2 separate regions of the Capra hircus genome follow, and region 1 is linked to region 2. Evidence: chromatin contacts called from public Hi-C data. All regions are on one chromosome and are shown on one strand. Each heading gives the region's core, a stretch centred on a gene start, on an enhancer-like site or on the middle of the called end of the contact. The rest is flanking DNA. Distances are from core to core; before and after follow the strand shown. Region 1 has its middle 8.1 kb from the start of UBE2F. Region 2 holds the start of KLHL30 (kelch-like protein 30).

The links. Hi-C and Micro-C count contacts between places; a contact is called where the count stands out from the background.
Region 1: a Hi-C map of blood shows a contact between it and region 2, with 5 times the contacts expected there. The contact joins the enhancer-like site here to the promoter of KLHL30 in region 2. A contact is called at or near these places in 2 of 5 Hi-C or Micro-C datasets (both in blood).

The regions. Positions count from the first base shown.
Region 1 is chr3:3,385,010-3,392,336 of ARS1.2, reverse strand. No RefSeq gene overlaps it. Among named protein-coding and RNA genes, the nearest start is that of UBE2F, 8.1 kb to the right of the region's middle. Within about 2 kb of position 1,561, at least 1 of the 5 cell types and tissues checked has an H3K27ac peak or open chromatin away from gene starts, as enhancers often do.
Region 2 is chr3:3,254,193-3,261,504 of ARS1.2, reverse strand. KLHL30 (kelch-like protein 30) reads left to right here and starts at 2,599. Exons shown (of 8, transcript XM_018040298.1): 1 at 2,599-2,692; 2 at 4,465-5,279; 3 at 6,607-6,742. The coding sequence starts at 4,506.

The DNA.
Region 1 (7,327 bases), core at 312-2,811, 130 kb before region 2:
TCTGATTGGTCCTGAACTGGACGTGGGGACAAAATTTAGGGAAGCTGTCAGTTATTCATCCGGTCCTGGCCATTTGAGGCAGATTGTTAGGAAGTAATTGTTTAGATTCCTAGAATGAAAACAATCCCATTCCTTGCAAGTCTGACTTAGAGCAGGCTGTTTCCTGGGCCGTGTATTGTGGGGAGCGGGTCAGGGTCCTGGGCCGCCGCTGCAGGCTGTGGCCAGAGTTCTGGTTTTGTACCCAGGCTGCTCCTGGTCTGCTTGTGTTTCAGTCTCTCTAGCTTTCCGGCTCCTGCGGGGCTGGGAGGCAGGGGATAGGACCAGCACACATGGGCCCCACAGGTTCCAACTGCGCTCGCTGAGATTCACCTGCTCCTTGGGATCAGTGCTTCCTGACTTGTCGCTTTGTTGTTGAGTCTTGTTCAGACTTGTTGCCAGTCTCTGGTTAATTTCCAGAGTCTCATAAAATGGACTGTGACTGTTTGGGCCAATTTTTTGCTGCTCTGTAGAAGCAGCAGAATTTCAGAGCTCCTCTCTCAATTTTCAGCCCAGTGACCTATGATATTCATTTTTAAAAGGCACGGAAAATGCTCATTTTATTAGTGGGCTGTTCTTTAGAGGTTAGGCACAGAGAAGAAGCCGACTCTGACTCCATGCTGGAACTGTTCCTTTGACTCATTTTTTATTGTTTCTGTTTTGTTATTCTAATCATTGGAGAAGGAAGTGGCGACGCATTCCAGTATTCTTGCCTGGAGAATCCCAGGGACTGAGGAGCCTGGTGGGCTGCCATCTGTGCGGTTGCACAGAGTTGGGCACAACTGAAGCGACTTAGCAGCAGCAGTGGCAGCATTCCAATTATACATAACGGCCTGCCTCAGAGGACTCTGCCACGCTCCTTGCTGTTCAATCATTCAGTCATGTTTTTGTGACCCTGTGGACTGCAGCACGCCAGGCTTCCCTGTCCTTCACTGTCTCCTGGAGTTTGCTCAGACTCGTGTCCATTGAGTTAGTGATGCCATCCAGCCATCTCATCCTCTGTCATCCCCTTGGTGGTCTTTGGCCAATTTATTCTGACCCAGAGTCCTTCCTGGGGGTGCACGTGTTGCTCAGCCAAGATGGAAGCCAGCGACAAGAATTCTGGGAAGTGGTCAGTCATGTGGTGTCTCCTTTTGACCTTTCCTGAACTCTTCCAGTTAGTGGTGGCTTATTAGTTCCGTGTTCCTTAACAGGAGCCCCTGTCGTAAAATAACTCACGCAAATGGTTACTATGGTGCCCGGCCAGGGTGGGGCGGTTTCAGTCAGGGTGCTTCCCTCTAACACTGTAGCCCAGAGCGACTGTTGGTGTGTGAGTGTCAAGAGTGGAATTGTGTCCCCTCCAAATTCATGTTAAGTCCTAACTCCCCTGGAGCCTCACAATGTGACCTTAGAGATAGGGCTTTTACAGAGCTAGCTGAAATAGGGTGAGGTCACTGGGGCGGGGCCCAGTCCAGCGTGCTTGGTGTCCCTGTAAGGAGGGGACATCTGGGCACAGAGGGATGAGGGGAGGGCAAGGGGAGGAGACGCAAGCTGGGAGAGAGGCAACCGACTCTGCCCACGCCCTGACCTCGGGCTTCCAGGCTCCCAGCTGAGAGACAATGAATTTCTTCTGTTCAAGGCACGCCTTTTTCAGTAATTTGTTTCATCGGCTCTAGAAAAGCTAATACAATATGCTTCTAAATACTTTCTGCTAGTGTGTAAACTTATCTCTATCCAAACAGACCATTTTGACACAACGTCATTATACTATTCAGGCAATTACGCCACTGAGTTTCCCATTTTGTGACAGACAATGGACACTTTTCTGTGCCAGGAGGTGCCTGTCCGCTGGTTCTGTGAGCAGCTGCCCTTTCCCAGCTTCTGGCTTGCTGATGCCCTCTATTTTCTCAAGGACCTGTGGGTGGAGACTTGGGTGGCTTCCTGGCTGATGTTGCTGAGAACAGGCCAGCAGTGATGGGGCGATATTAACCTATCCTCCATCTGACATCCTGTGCAGGCTCTGACCAGCCCTGGGGACCCCTGTCCCTGGCAGCTGGTTCTCGGTGGTCCCCTCTAGCAACGTGGGCTTTTCCGTGCAGACGGTGTCTTTGAACCCTTCCCTGATCCAGACATCTACATTCTGAGAGGCAGAGAGTTTGTAATTTCCTTTACCCAAGTCACGCCTCTTTTAAGCTTACTTAAATATTTCATATGTCTTTCTCCCAGCCCCTTCCCCATGACTCTGAAAAGGACTTCTTGATAACTTCCCAGCTGGTGTTGGGACATGAAACATGCCTATTGATTTTTTTCATACAGAGCAGTGTGTTCAGTTTTACTTGTTTGTGGTTTTCAGCTGCCTCGGGATCTGCACTAGGGTTCTGATCACGTGGTCTGGTCATGTGGCCTGTTCCTTTCTCTTGCCCGTTTCCTGTTCCTGGCGTGTGCCTTACTGAGTCAGCCGGAACTTCCAGAATAATAGGCAGTACCTATGGTGAGCGTGGCTGCCTTTGCGTCTCTCTCCATCCTGTTCTCTGTGTCCTCCCCCCCCTCCTCCTCCACTGTAACCTGCCCTGGTGCTCCCTGGGTCTTCGTCCCGGCCTCTCACCTTTCCCTGCAGTGTGTGTCTCGGGGCTGCCGTGAGGCAGACCGTCTTTTCTTGTAGAAAACCTCATGTTCAGAATTCTGTTGGACTTGACTGTACTGTATGCTTAGCATATGGAGGAGGAGCATTCATACAACCATGTAGACTTGACATAAAACTCATATATGATCGCTACTAGTCACCATCTACTTCAAAACAGTTTTCTCTTCCTTATTTATTTTTGGGTGCAGCATGTGGGATCTTAGCTCCCTGTATTGGGAGCACAGAGTCTTAACCACGGACCACAGGAAAGTCCCTGCATTGCCTGGTTTTTTAAACCATCTGTTCAAGGAAGCCTTATGCTGCTTCCTATTTGCTTCTCTAGTGAGTAGCAGCAGTGAAATCATTTATTTGACACAAGACCTGTGCTCAAGGTAAGGGTCAGTCATGTTTAGAAGAGACCTTTGTATTGTCCTGAAGACAAAATAAAGTTTGGAAGGAAAATTCACTCAAAATCCTACCAGTCTGAAACAAAAATTATATTCACTTGTTCATTTAGTTCCAGTCTCTGCCCATTTGTTGGTTTTTCAGAATGATGGTCATTGAATTTATACAATCTGAATGTTGATTGTTTATTCAATTTAATAAGTATGTTCAGATTCTACATAATCTGCCTAACAATCAAGCGTAATCACAGTGTCATATTCTTGTAAGCAAATGAGCGGTCATTTAGTTACCCTCCCCCCAATACTGAGCTTGAGGTTGCTTCCAAGTTCTGCAACAATTGGATTACTCACCAGGTCAGTCCCTAGAGTGGAATTACTGGGTCAAAAGATCTGAAGGCTTTTAGGATCTGTTTTGTTTTTTTTTTCCCCCCTACTAAAGGGTTGTGCTGGGTAAAACATCTGTCTATAATGCTGGAGACCCGGGTTCAATCCCTGGGTTGGGAAGATCCCCTGGAGAAGGAAATGGCAATCCACTCCAGTACTGCTGCTAAGTCGCTTCAGTCGTGTCTAACTCTGTGCGACCCCAGAGACGGCAGCCCACCATTGCCTGGAAAATCCCATGGACAGAGGAGCCTGGCAGGCTACAGTCCATGGGGTCACAAAGAGTCTGACACGACTGAGTGACTTCACTTTCACTTTCTTTCAAAGGGCTGTGCTGGGCAAGGGCTGTGCTGGGTCCCCTAACGCCAGCAGAGCAAGCAGGGGCCCAGGTCCTCTCTGAACGGAGGCTTCTCCTCTTCAGAAGCAGAAACCACAGCGTGGGCGTCACTGGAGTTCTGCCATCAGATGTCAGTCAGGAGGGTGTGGAGAGGAGTTCCTGGAATGTTGGTTCTTCACCCCAGTCTCTAGTGAGAGAGCCGTGGCTGCAGGGGAGTGGCTGTCTCTGGAGGTGGGACTGCCCTGATGAGCCAGCTGACTGCCTCAGGTGACCCTAGTGTGGTCCCGAGCTGGGGGGCAGGGTGCAGCTCAAGACCCAGACCAATGGACATCACCCTGGACTGTTACAGATGCTCAGAACACGGCGTGGTCACTCCAGATTGCGTTCCTGCCTTCCTCCTTCGAGAGTTTACATAAACTCTCATGGATATACATGTTCAGCCATGTGTTTTTTTTTTTTTAAGGGAAAATAGTGTTTTTGGCTCTTTTCTCCCCCATAGCACTCATTGAAGTGCACGTGGTCAGATACTCGGAACAATGAAAAAATTACAGGTACTATACAACGTATGTAACACGGGCAGCAGCACCTCCCGCAAGCACCGTCTGAGCATCCTGCATCCCTGTGAACACGCCCTGGGCTGATGGCACCGGCCAGGTCCTCCAGGAAGGCTTCCTGAATGCCCAGATCCCAGGCTGCCCTTGAAGCCCCCAGCCACCATTCCTGGCATGTTTCCTGGAGGCACTGTGCATCAGCTTCCTATGGGTGCCACAGCCAACGAGGGTTTAAAACATGTATTTATTCTCTCACGATTCTGAGAGTCAGAAATCGAAGATCAGGAGGTTGACAGGGCCCTGCTGCTTCCAGAGGATTCAGGGGACTCGTGTTCCTGCCTTTCCCAGCTTCTGGGGGCCACCCGTACTCCTTGGCTCGGGCCCCTTCCTCGGACTCCTGCCTCTGCTTCCGCTGTCACGGCCGCCACCACTGACTCTGATGCCCTGAGTCTCCTGTAAGGACCCTGTGATTGTGATGGCCCCGCTGCATAATCCCGGACTCTCTCCCCATCTTAGTCCATTTAGGCTGCAGTAACAAGACACCGCAGCCTGGGTGGGCATACACAGCAGAAATGTATTTCTCATCGTTCCGGAGGCTGGAAGTCCAAGGACAAGGTGTCAGCAGATTTGGTAATGGGTTCCACTTCCTGATTGAGAGCTGGCCACCTTCTCTCTGTGTTCTCCCATAGAATGGACAGGGGAGTGGTCTGAGTCTCTTTTATGAGGGCACTAATCCCATTCTTGAGGGCTCCACCCCCACGATCTCATCACCTCCCGACATCCCCACATCCTAAACTAACATCATCACTTTGAGGGCTAGGATCTCAATATATGAGGAGACATAAGCATTCCATCTACAGCATTCCCCATCTTTAAAATTCTTAGCTTAGTCATATCTGCAAAGTCTATTTTACCATGTAAAGTAACATATTCACGGGTTCCAATAATTAGTTCAAGGACATCTTCAAGGGGCTATTTATTCAGCCTATCATGTGTGGTCACACACACATCCATACTATTTATGTCCCCTACCAAGAACTAAACTATAAAACATTTTTCACCAGTAGCATAAAAACACCTGAAAAGATGAATGGGCCTTAGTCAGTGAGTCATACTAAGGAATATGCAATGCAAAACAGGAGTGTGCCAAAGGCAGATGATTCTCGTATGTTTCCCTATAAAGCAAGAGCAAAAGGCTCAGAGGAAGGCGGCTTCTCTCCTGTGTAACGTTCACCCAGGGCTTTGTCACATGGAGGCCTGATCTGATGGAAAGGAGCACAGAAGTGCAGCCTGCAGGCAGGGGGGCGGGGACCACAGGGCGCTGACTGGGCAGACATCTGCACTCCATTTACAAAGCATAGCCCTTGTTAAAATGTGCCCAGTGTGGCTTTGGGGTGAGTGAGAAAATCTCAATCCTGTAATACTCAAAACATCACTTTGATTCAGCCCCTTTTCAGGAAAGCTGTCATAGCTCATTTCATTATTATTTTAAAGGAATAAAAGGAAACATGATGCTTTCCCTGGGGGCCAGTCAAAAGTTAATTGTACTCAATATGTGATTAAAGTCACACTACTTAAGAGTCCAACTGTCTGCTGCCTGGATAGCTGCTTCCATTAGCAGCAGCACGACAGCCGTCATCAGCCATACCCTGGGCCGGCCCAACTATTACACAGGGGGCCTGTGCCTCCCTCGTGTTACTCAGGATCCCAGAACTGGTTGACTGAGCCTGCTGACGAGTCTTGGTTAAGATAAGCTCCCTGCCAGGACACGAGAAGCACTGCCAGCCACTGTCTGGTTTAATCTTTGCCTCCTCCTCCCCTGTCCAAATTAGCACACTACCCTTCACTCTAAAAGCCCCCGCCAATCTTCTCCTAACAATAACAATGTACCATCTCCACTTTTGAGAACAGAAAGCACCAGGAGGACCTTGGCTCTTGCGCATTTGTTTTCAGCCTCTCCGGTTGGACTCTAAGGCCAGGGCCGTGGTCAGCATCGCTGTCTTTCCTTCATCCTTCCTCCAGCAGTCTCTCAAGGGAGACTGCAGAGACTCTGACCCCCTGTGTGTGGGCAACCTTGAGTCACAGGTGTATCCCCCCATCCTGCAGTGATTTACCAGGACTAGTTCTCCACGGAGCTCATGGTTTTGGAGGACAGGGTCTGCGCTTTAAACATTCTGTCTCCTTCCGGCAGTCAGCACTTGACAGATGCTCCCTGGACAGTTCTTTTCCTTCTTAACTTAATTAACTTATGTATTTACTGGGTGCGCTAGGTCTCTGTTGCTGTGTGGGGTTTTTCCTGTGTGCGGCCAGCGGGCAGAGACTCCGGCGAGGGGAACTGGCTCCTCATTACGATGGCTTCTCTCCTTGCGGAGCACAGGTTCTAAGGCATACAGGTTTAGTGGTTGTACCTCGTGGGCTCAGTAGTTGGGGCACATGGACTTAATTGCTCCGTGGCATGTGGGATCGTCCTGGACCAGGGATTAAACTTGGGTCCCCTGCATTGGCAGGCAGATTCTCACCCACTGAGGCACTAGGGAAGCCCATCACACAGTTCTTGACTTACTGAGATAGATTTCAGGAGACCCTGTAGGGACACGGGCCTGTGTGTGTCCAGGCCTGCTCATTAGTGCCCTGAATCTTGCTTCCTAGGAGGACGGGCCTCCTTGGAGGAAACGATGCGCACCCTGGAATAACCACCAAAGAGGTTGGAGCAGATATCAGCTGAGGGCTGGGGCAGACCCTTCCACTCACGTCTCCTCAGCATCCAGTGTGAGGGCTGTGTCCCAGTCCACACAAGGGGCTGGATTGGGAACATCGCTGAGGTCCTGCCCTGGCAAGGGCTTGGAGTCCACAGAACAGGGTGGGCGGAGCAATCCTCCAATGAAGCCAGGAGCCAGGAATGCCTACCCTGATGGAGTGCTGCGGGCATGAGAGAGCTCTGCTCCATCCACAGACTGTGTGGGAGGGAAGAGAGAGTGAATGGCTAAGGAAAGCAACCCCTTTAGGGCTCCCCTAG
Region 2 (7,312 bases), core at 1,350-3,849:
TGAACTGGGCTGGACTGAATTGGGATATGACTGGGCTGGGCTGAACTGTGATGTGGCTGGACTGAACTGGGATATGACTGGGCTGGACTGGGCTGAGCTGGGCTGAACTGGGCTGAGCTAGGCTGAACTGGGCTGGACTGAACTGGGATATGACTGAGTTGGCCTGGGCTGGGCTGGGGTATGACTGAGCTGGACTGAACTAGGCTATGACTGGGCTGGCCTGTGCTGGGCTAAACAGGGATATGACTGGATTGGGCTGAGCTGGGCTGTGACTGGGCTGAGCTGGGCTAGGATATGACTAACCTGGCTGGACTGGGCTGGGGAGGGAAGTACGGACTCAGGACAGCTGTGAGTGAGCAGCGTGTGGGAGGCCCCGCGAACGTGTGGGCGGGCAGGCGATCCCTGCAGTCTCTGTGTGATGAACACACTCCCACATGAGAGCAGAGGCGGGCTGGCTCACAACGAGCGCCCCAGCAGGAAGCCAGGCCAGCTCCCGCATGCCCGGGAGGAGACAGCTGTCCCAAACACGTGCTGTCCTGACACCCAGACACCCTGGGGAAATTCCCTTACCTTGCCAGGAGAGGGGCCCATCACCCTGGTGCCTCCAGGCCCCTCTGCCCTGTAAGAGCACCAACGAGTCCCCAATGGGCTTTGGGAGGCCGGTCAGCCTTGGCCACCTGACTCCTCCACGTCCCAGCACACCTAGAAACTGGTTGTACTGGTGAGGCCCGAGCAGGTACAAGATGGAGGGGCTGACAGGCAGAGCCCCCCAGCTGGCCTCCCTGGTGCCTGAAGGCCTGGAGCTGGAAACGTCCCTCTGCCTCCTGGCATGAGAGATGTCCCCTCTGCCCCCTGGCATGAGAGATGCCCCCTCTGTCCCCTGGCATGAGAGATGCCCCCTCTGCCCCCTGGCATGAGAGATGCCCCCTCTGCCCCTGGCATGCGAGATGCCCCCTCTGCCCCCTGGCATGAGAGATGCCCCCTCTGCCCCTGGCATGCGAGATGCCCCCTCTGCCCCCTGGCATGAGAGATGCCCCCTCTGCCCCCTGGCATGAGAGATGCCCCCCTCTGCCCCTGGCATGAGAGATGCCCCCTCTGTCCCCTGGCATGAGAGATGCCCCCTCTGCTCCCTGGCATGAGAGATGGTCCTCTGCTCCCTGGCATGAGAGATGCCTCCCTCTGCCCCTGGCATGAGAGATGCCCCCTCTGCCCCCTGGCATGAGAGATGCCCCCCTCTGCCCCTGGCATGAGAGATGCCCCCTCTGTCCCCTGGCATGAGAGATGCCCCCTCTGCCCCTGGCATGAGAGATGGTCCTCTGCTCCCTGGCATGAGAGATGCCTCCCTCTGCCCCTTGCATGAGAGATGCCCCCCTCTGCCCCTGGCATGAGAGATGCCCCCTCTGCCCCTGGCATGAGAGATGGTCCTCTGCTCCCTGGCATGAGAGATGCCTCCCTCTGCCCCTGGCATGAGAGATGCCCCCTCTGCCCCTGGCATGAGAGATGGTCCTCTGCTCCCTGGCATGAGAGATGCCCCCTCTATCCCCTGGCACGAGAGATGCTCCTCTGTCCCCTGGCATGAGAGATGCCGCCTCTGCCCCTGGCATGAGAGACACCTCCTCTGCCCCCTGGCATGAGAGACTCCCCCTCTGCCTCCTGGAATGAGAGATTCCTCCTATCCCCCTGACATGAGAGATGCCCTCCTATGCCCCCTGGCATGAGAGATGCCCCCTCTGCCCCCTGGCATGAGAGATGCTCCCTCTGTCCCCTGGCATGAGAGATGCCCTGCAGCCCCTCCAGCTCACCCCAGACTTGGTAGGGCCTGTGACTCCAGAAGCTGCAGAGATTCAGGCGTCAGGAGTTCCCCTGAGACTGCCGTGAACCCAGGCCTCCCAGGAGGCCACGAGCCTCCGCGGCTGTATTTTTAGGCCATCCCGTTTCTTAGCCTTCCTGGGCATTACTACTAATAAAGACAGCAGGGTAGGCCCAAGGCCAAGGCCGCAATACAAGCGGACAGAGCCTCGGGACTGCACACCCCCATCACCAGCCTGGGAGGCGCCTCTCTGAGCCCTTCCTTTACCACCAAGACTCCCCGGCACCAGGGACCCCAGGTTTTGGAAGTCTTTGCTGAGCAACCCCATTTCCTCACCATGGGCACTTTTCCCCACGTGGTAGAAAATAAGAGGCCATGTGAGCTCCTGTCAACAACCACAGGAAAGCTGGTACGTGCCGGGCCCCCATGACACCCTGGCCTTGAACTGGGGGCTCCATGGGGCCCCTGAGTCCCCGGCTCAGGCTTCACTGTGCCCCTCCTGCCAATGAAAAAACAGAAGGGAGAGAGCCAGCACGCCTCACTGGGAGTAAGGGGTAAGCCCAGACGCGCCGCTCCCCCGGTGCTTCCTGCCGTCTGTCCTGGCCCAGAGGTCACAGGAGGCTCCCGGCCAGCATGGCCATTCAGAGAGGACAGGCAGAGAGGAGCTGTCACCTCTCTCCTCCCCCTACTGGCCACCGCCCACCGCCCATGCTGACAGAGACTAAAAATACCCTTCTGTCCCCACGTGGCTGCCAGCCCAGCCCAGCCCAGCCCAGCCCGGCCCTGTCATATCCCAGCAGGTCTTCCATGCCCCTTGGCCGGCTGGGCAGTCGTGTTCTCCAGCCCGAGTTCTGAGACAAGGTCTCAGAGACCCACTGAGAGGTAGGATTGGGGGGCAGCCAGAAGTGGGAGGTGAGGACCGGGGCTGGGACCAGCAGGGGAGGGGGAGTTTTAGTGGACAGCCCAGTGGGCCTGGAGACCCCAGCCTGGGTGCCTTGGGGAGAGACCTGCACACAGCCTAGACCCAGCCCTCGGGGGCAGGGATGGGGGCTCAGCGGGCCTGCTTCCCTCCAGGTCCTTCTGGAGAAGTGAGGGGCATGCTGGACCACACCTCCGCCTGCAGCCAGGGCCGTGACGTCCAGCCCCAGCCAGGGCTGGACTGAGGCCCTTTGCTGTCCTGCCCACTCTGCCCTCCTCACTCCCGGCCTGGCAGGCACTGGGCAGGGGGCTCTGAGCCCCCCGGAAGCCTCAGCCCCCAGCGAGGACTGCAGGGCGGCAGGTGTCAGCAGATGATCTGAGGCTCTCCGGGAAGGTGCCAGGTGCTCCCGCCCGCTGGCCCCCGGCTGCCTGGGGCGGGAGCCGCCTGGCTAATCTCCTGTGCTCCCCTGGGAGGGACGTGCTGCCTTCCCCCCAGCCAGAGGGCCTTACGGGGAGGGGTGAGGCAGGCTGCACGCCCACCAGGGCCCGGGACCCCTCCTGACCCAGCGGAGCCCAGGCAGGCTCTTGGGCCTCTGGGTGGGTTCTCTGTGTGCCTCCCTGCTCACGTTCCTGCCGCCGGCACGGGACCTGGGCGTCCGCAGTGCAAGGTCTCCGTACGGGAGCTCTGGGCTTTGTCGTTTCGATGGCACTGGGTGGACCCGGCATTTTGCACTGGCCTTCGCTTTGTTGGCTGCTAAGGCGCCCCCTGGTGGACTCACGGCATCTCAGGGTGCAGCTTCTTGCTGTGTGGTCACTCGGGGGAAGACAAGCTGCACAGAACTTTCTTTTCTCCGGGGCGGTTTTCTTAGGGCAAAAATTTCAGAAGATCGTAAGGAAATATGTGCATAATTAAATTAGCCCAGAAGTGCGTTTGCTGGATCAGGCGATTCGAGCTGAGATTGCTCTCTTTTGGTTGTTTGTCTTTACCAACCTACATCCAGTGACATGTTACCTGGGGGGTCCGGGGGCCCGGGACCCCCGAGATGTGTAGTCTTGGACAAGGGACTTGAGCCTCTTTTTGCCTCTGCTTCCCCAGCTTTAAAGGGACGGGAACAGCAGCCGACGGCTGGCGGAGTTCTCATGAGGGCTGAATGGCGAGTGTTTGTGCAAAATCCAGGATGGCCTGGTCCATGGGGGGCACCGTGAGGGCACGGCTGATCCCCCAGCCCTTTCACCTCCAGCCTCTCAGTCTGCAGATGATGAGGCTAGGACCACAGAGGGGCGTGGCTCACTCAAGGTCACCCAGCAAGGTCATGGCAGGCGAGGTTCCCTGTAACCACAGGCCAGTAAGGACCTGCGGGGCTGAATATATTCAGTTGCGGATGCCCTTCCCAGCAAGGGGGATCTGGGAGTAGAAGAGGCCACTAGGAGTGTTGGGGGTGGCAGGGACCCCCGTGCCCCAGGGGGTCTGTTCCGCACAGTCCAGAGGTGCAGAGAGGGGCTGAGGCTTGGTTCTCTTGCTGGCCCACCCTGCCCTGATTGCCTAGCCTCTCTGAGCCTCAACCGCCTCACCTGGGAAAGACAACGCCTCTGCCTCCCAGGGCCTCGGGGCTGGTTTAGGTGAGAGGCTGGGCGAAGCACTTCACACGTGGTTGATGCTCAGACCAGCGGTCAGCCTGACGGGTGACTCGGGTGAGACAGTCCCCCTGGCTGACCCTGCTGGCTCCTCTCCCCAGGAGCCCGCGCGGACGCCCGTGAGTAGGTGAACCTCACTGTCATGGTGCGGAACGTGGACGACCTGGACTTCCACCTGCCCTCGCATGCCCAGGACGTACTGGACGGCCTGCAGAGGCTGCGCTCCCAGCCCAAGCTGGTGGACGTCACCCTGCTGGTGGGTGGCCGGGAGCTGCCCTGCCACCGCGGGCTCCTGGCGCTGAGCAGCCCCTACTTCCACGCCATGTTCGCGGGCGACTTCGCGGAGAGCTTCTCAGCGCGTGTGGAGCTGCGGGACGTGGAGCCCGCTGTGGTGGCGCAGCTGGTGGACTTCGTGTACACAGGCCGGCTGACTGTCACCCAGGGCAACGTGGAGGCGCTGACCCGCACGGCCGCGCGCCTGCACTTCCCCGCCGTGCAGAAGGTCTGTGGCCGCTACCTGCAGCAGCAGCTCGACGCCTCCAACTGCCTGGGCATCTGCGAGTTTGGGGAACAGCAGGGGCTGCTGGGTGTGGCTGCCAAGGCCTGGGCCTTCCTGCGAGAGAACTTCGAGGCCGTGGCCCAGGAGGACGAGTTCCTGCAGCTGTCCCAGGAGCGGCTGGCCACCTGCCTGGCCGGCGACGTGCTGCAGGTGCAGCCGGAGCAGAGCCGGCTGGAGGCGCTGCTGCGCTGGGTGCGCCACGACCCCCAGGTCAGGGCTGCCCACCTGCCCAAGCTGCTCGGCCTGGTGCACCTGGACGCCGTGCCCCGGCCCCACGTGCAGCAGCTGCTGGCCTCGGAGCCGCTGATCCGGGAGTCGGAGGCCTGCCGGGAGGCCCTGGCCCAGGGCCACGAGGGGGTGAGTGACAGGCGGGGAGCAGGGAAAGGAGCCCCGAGACCCAACCCACACGGGGACAGACAGGATGAAGTGGGCATCCCCGAGGTGTCCCCAGCCCGCAACTCTGCCTCCCTGGGGTCCGTTCACCTCCCAAGTACGTACTGCGCAATCTATGTGTGCCACTTCCTGCCTGTGAGGACAGGGGACCCAGAAGTGGTCATCCCCAGCCCACAGCTTGGTGGGGAAACCCCCTGGAAACACACCCAAGGCAGCACGAGAAAGGCCATGCTGGACGTTGGGTGTCCTCAGAGGGGCAGGCAGTCAGGGAGAGCTGCCTGGAGGAGGCAGCATCCGAGCGGGGCTTTAGAGGAAAGATAGGAGCCTAGCAGGGGTAAGTAAGCCAGGAAGAGTGCACAGCCTGTACAGAGGCGAGGAGTGCAGACAGGCGTGGCAGCCGGCCACCACCTGTCCTTCGGAAGCTGCTCAGGCGTTTGTGGGGTGCAATTTCCCATCTGGGCTGGCAGTGGGCCTGGTGAGAGGGCAGGTCCTTAATGAAGCGAAAGGCCAGGGTGTGACTGAGGCAAGGAGCTGAAGTCTGTCTGCTCCCAGGCAGCTGGCTCAGGGCTTTGCTCAGAAGGACCTGTTAGGAGCCAACTCTGGGGACAAAGACGGTGGCTCAGGCCAGCGGTGGGGTGTGTGGTGGCAAATACTGGCCACTCTGCAGCCGCACCAGGAGCCACCCGCCCACGAGGTGGTCACCCTGTAGGTGCTGGAGGTGGGATGTCTGGACATTTGAGGGCGGGTCAGAGAGGCAGTGGGACTCTGGGATCCAGGGAGCTCTCACCCAGCAAGAAACATTCCAGCACTTCCCTTCCTGCCACCCAGGGCCATCCTAGGTGGCCACCCCAGCTGGCACAGGGGAGCTGGGCTCCCGGGGGGAGGGGAGCCTACCTGAGGGACTGGGGACAGGGTCTGGGGGTTGGTTCCAAAGGTGGTGCAGAAACACCTCTGCTCAGCGGGGCAGGGGCTGGAGAGCGGCTGGGAGGGAGCAGGCCTCGTGCTCAGGCCCACGAGGACCTGGCTCCCACCTGTCCAGGTTCTGAGCGCTTGCCATCGCCAGCCCACGGCAGCCGTGGCATGTGGACATATATGCACACACACTCACACACAAGCCCACGCAGGCACGCACACGCTGCAGCTCGCCCCACCACACGCGTGTGCACTGACTCAGGGCCACACTATGGACCCACAGCGGCTCCCAACGCCCAGGCCACGGCCAGCCTCTGCACCCGGGTCCCTCTGCCCAGGGACAGGGCCTGCCCCTGACCCCAGCCCCCTGGCCTTGCAGGCGCTGCTGGCCCTCCCGCAGAAGCTGGAGGAGGTCCTGGTGGTGGTGGGCGGGCGGGCGCTGGAGGAGGAGGAGGAGGGAGCTGAGGAGCTCGCCCCCCAGGCTGGGAACTTCGCCTTCTACCACACCAAGGCCAGTGAGTACCCCGCGGGCCCCACAGCCCCGACACAGCGTGCCCTCCGTCCTTGAGGTTGGGGGGGGTGCAGAGGAGCCCGGGCCCCAGCAGGGCAGGGAGGTGGATTGTGGGGGGCCCGGCAGACCCCTCTGCGTCCAGCCACAGCCCTAACTCTGGCATTCCACGCACTGGGGCCTGGGAAAAGCGGCCCCCGCCCAGACTGCCCGCTGTGGCAAAGTGGCCCCTGGCCCAGGTGGGAGGGCCAGTTGGCAGCTGCTTCCCCTTGGCACTCTCGCTCTGTGTGCCTAGTGGGGCCTCAGTCCTGAGGAGCACAGGGAGCTGAGGTGCAGACAGCCTGGGGCGCGACAGCTCAGGGTCAGGGTGCGCCCAGTGGGGTCCTGATTCCCGCCTTTGAGCAGGTCACTTCGCCTCCTTGAGCCTCAGTTTCCTCACCTGTGAAATGTCTTTTGTAATGAGGAGTCAGTGGGAAGAAAGGGGGCCAGGCCTGCCTCTCCTGCCCAGGAGCCCCTTCACAGGTCTCCCCCACCAGAAAGGAGGGGTGAGAGGGCAGCAGGGCTCTGGGGGGGCGCC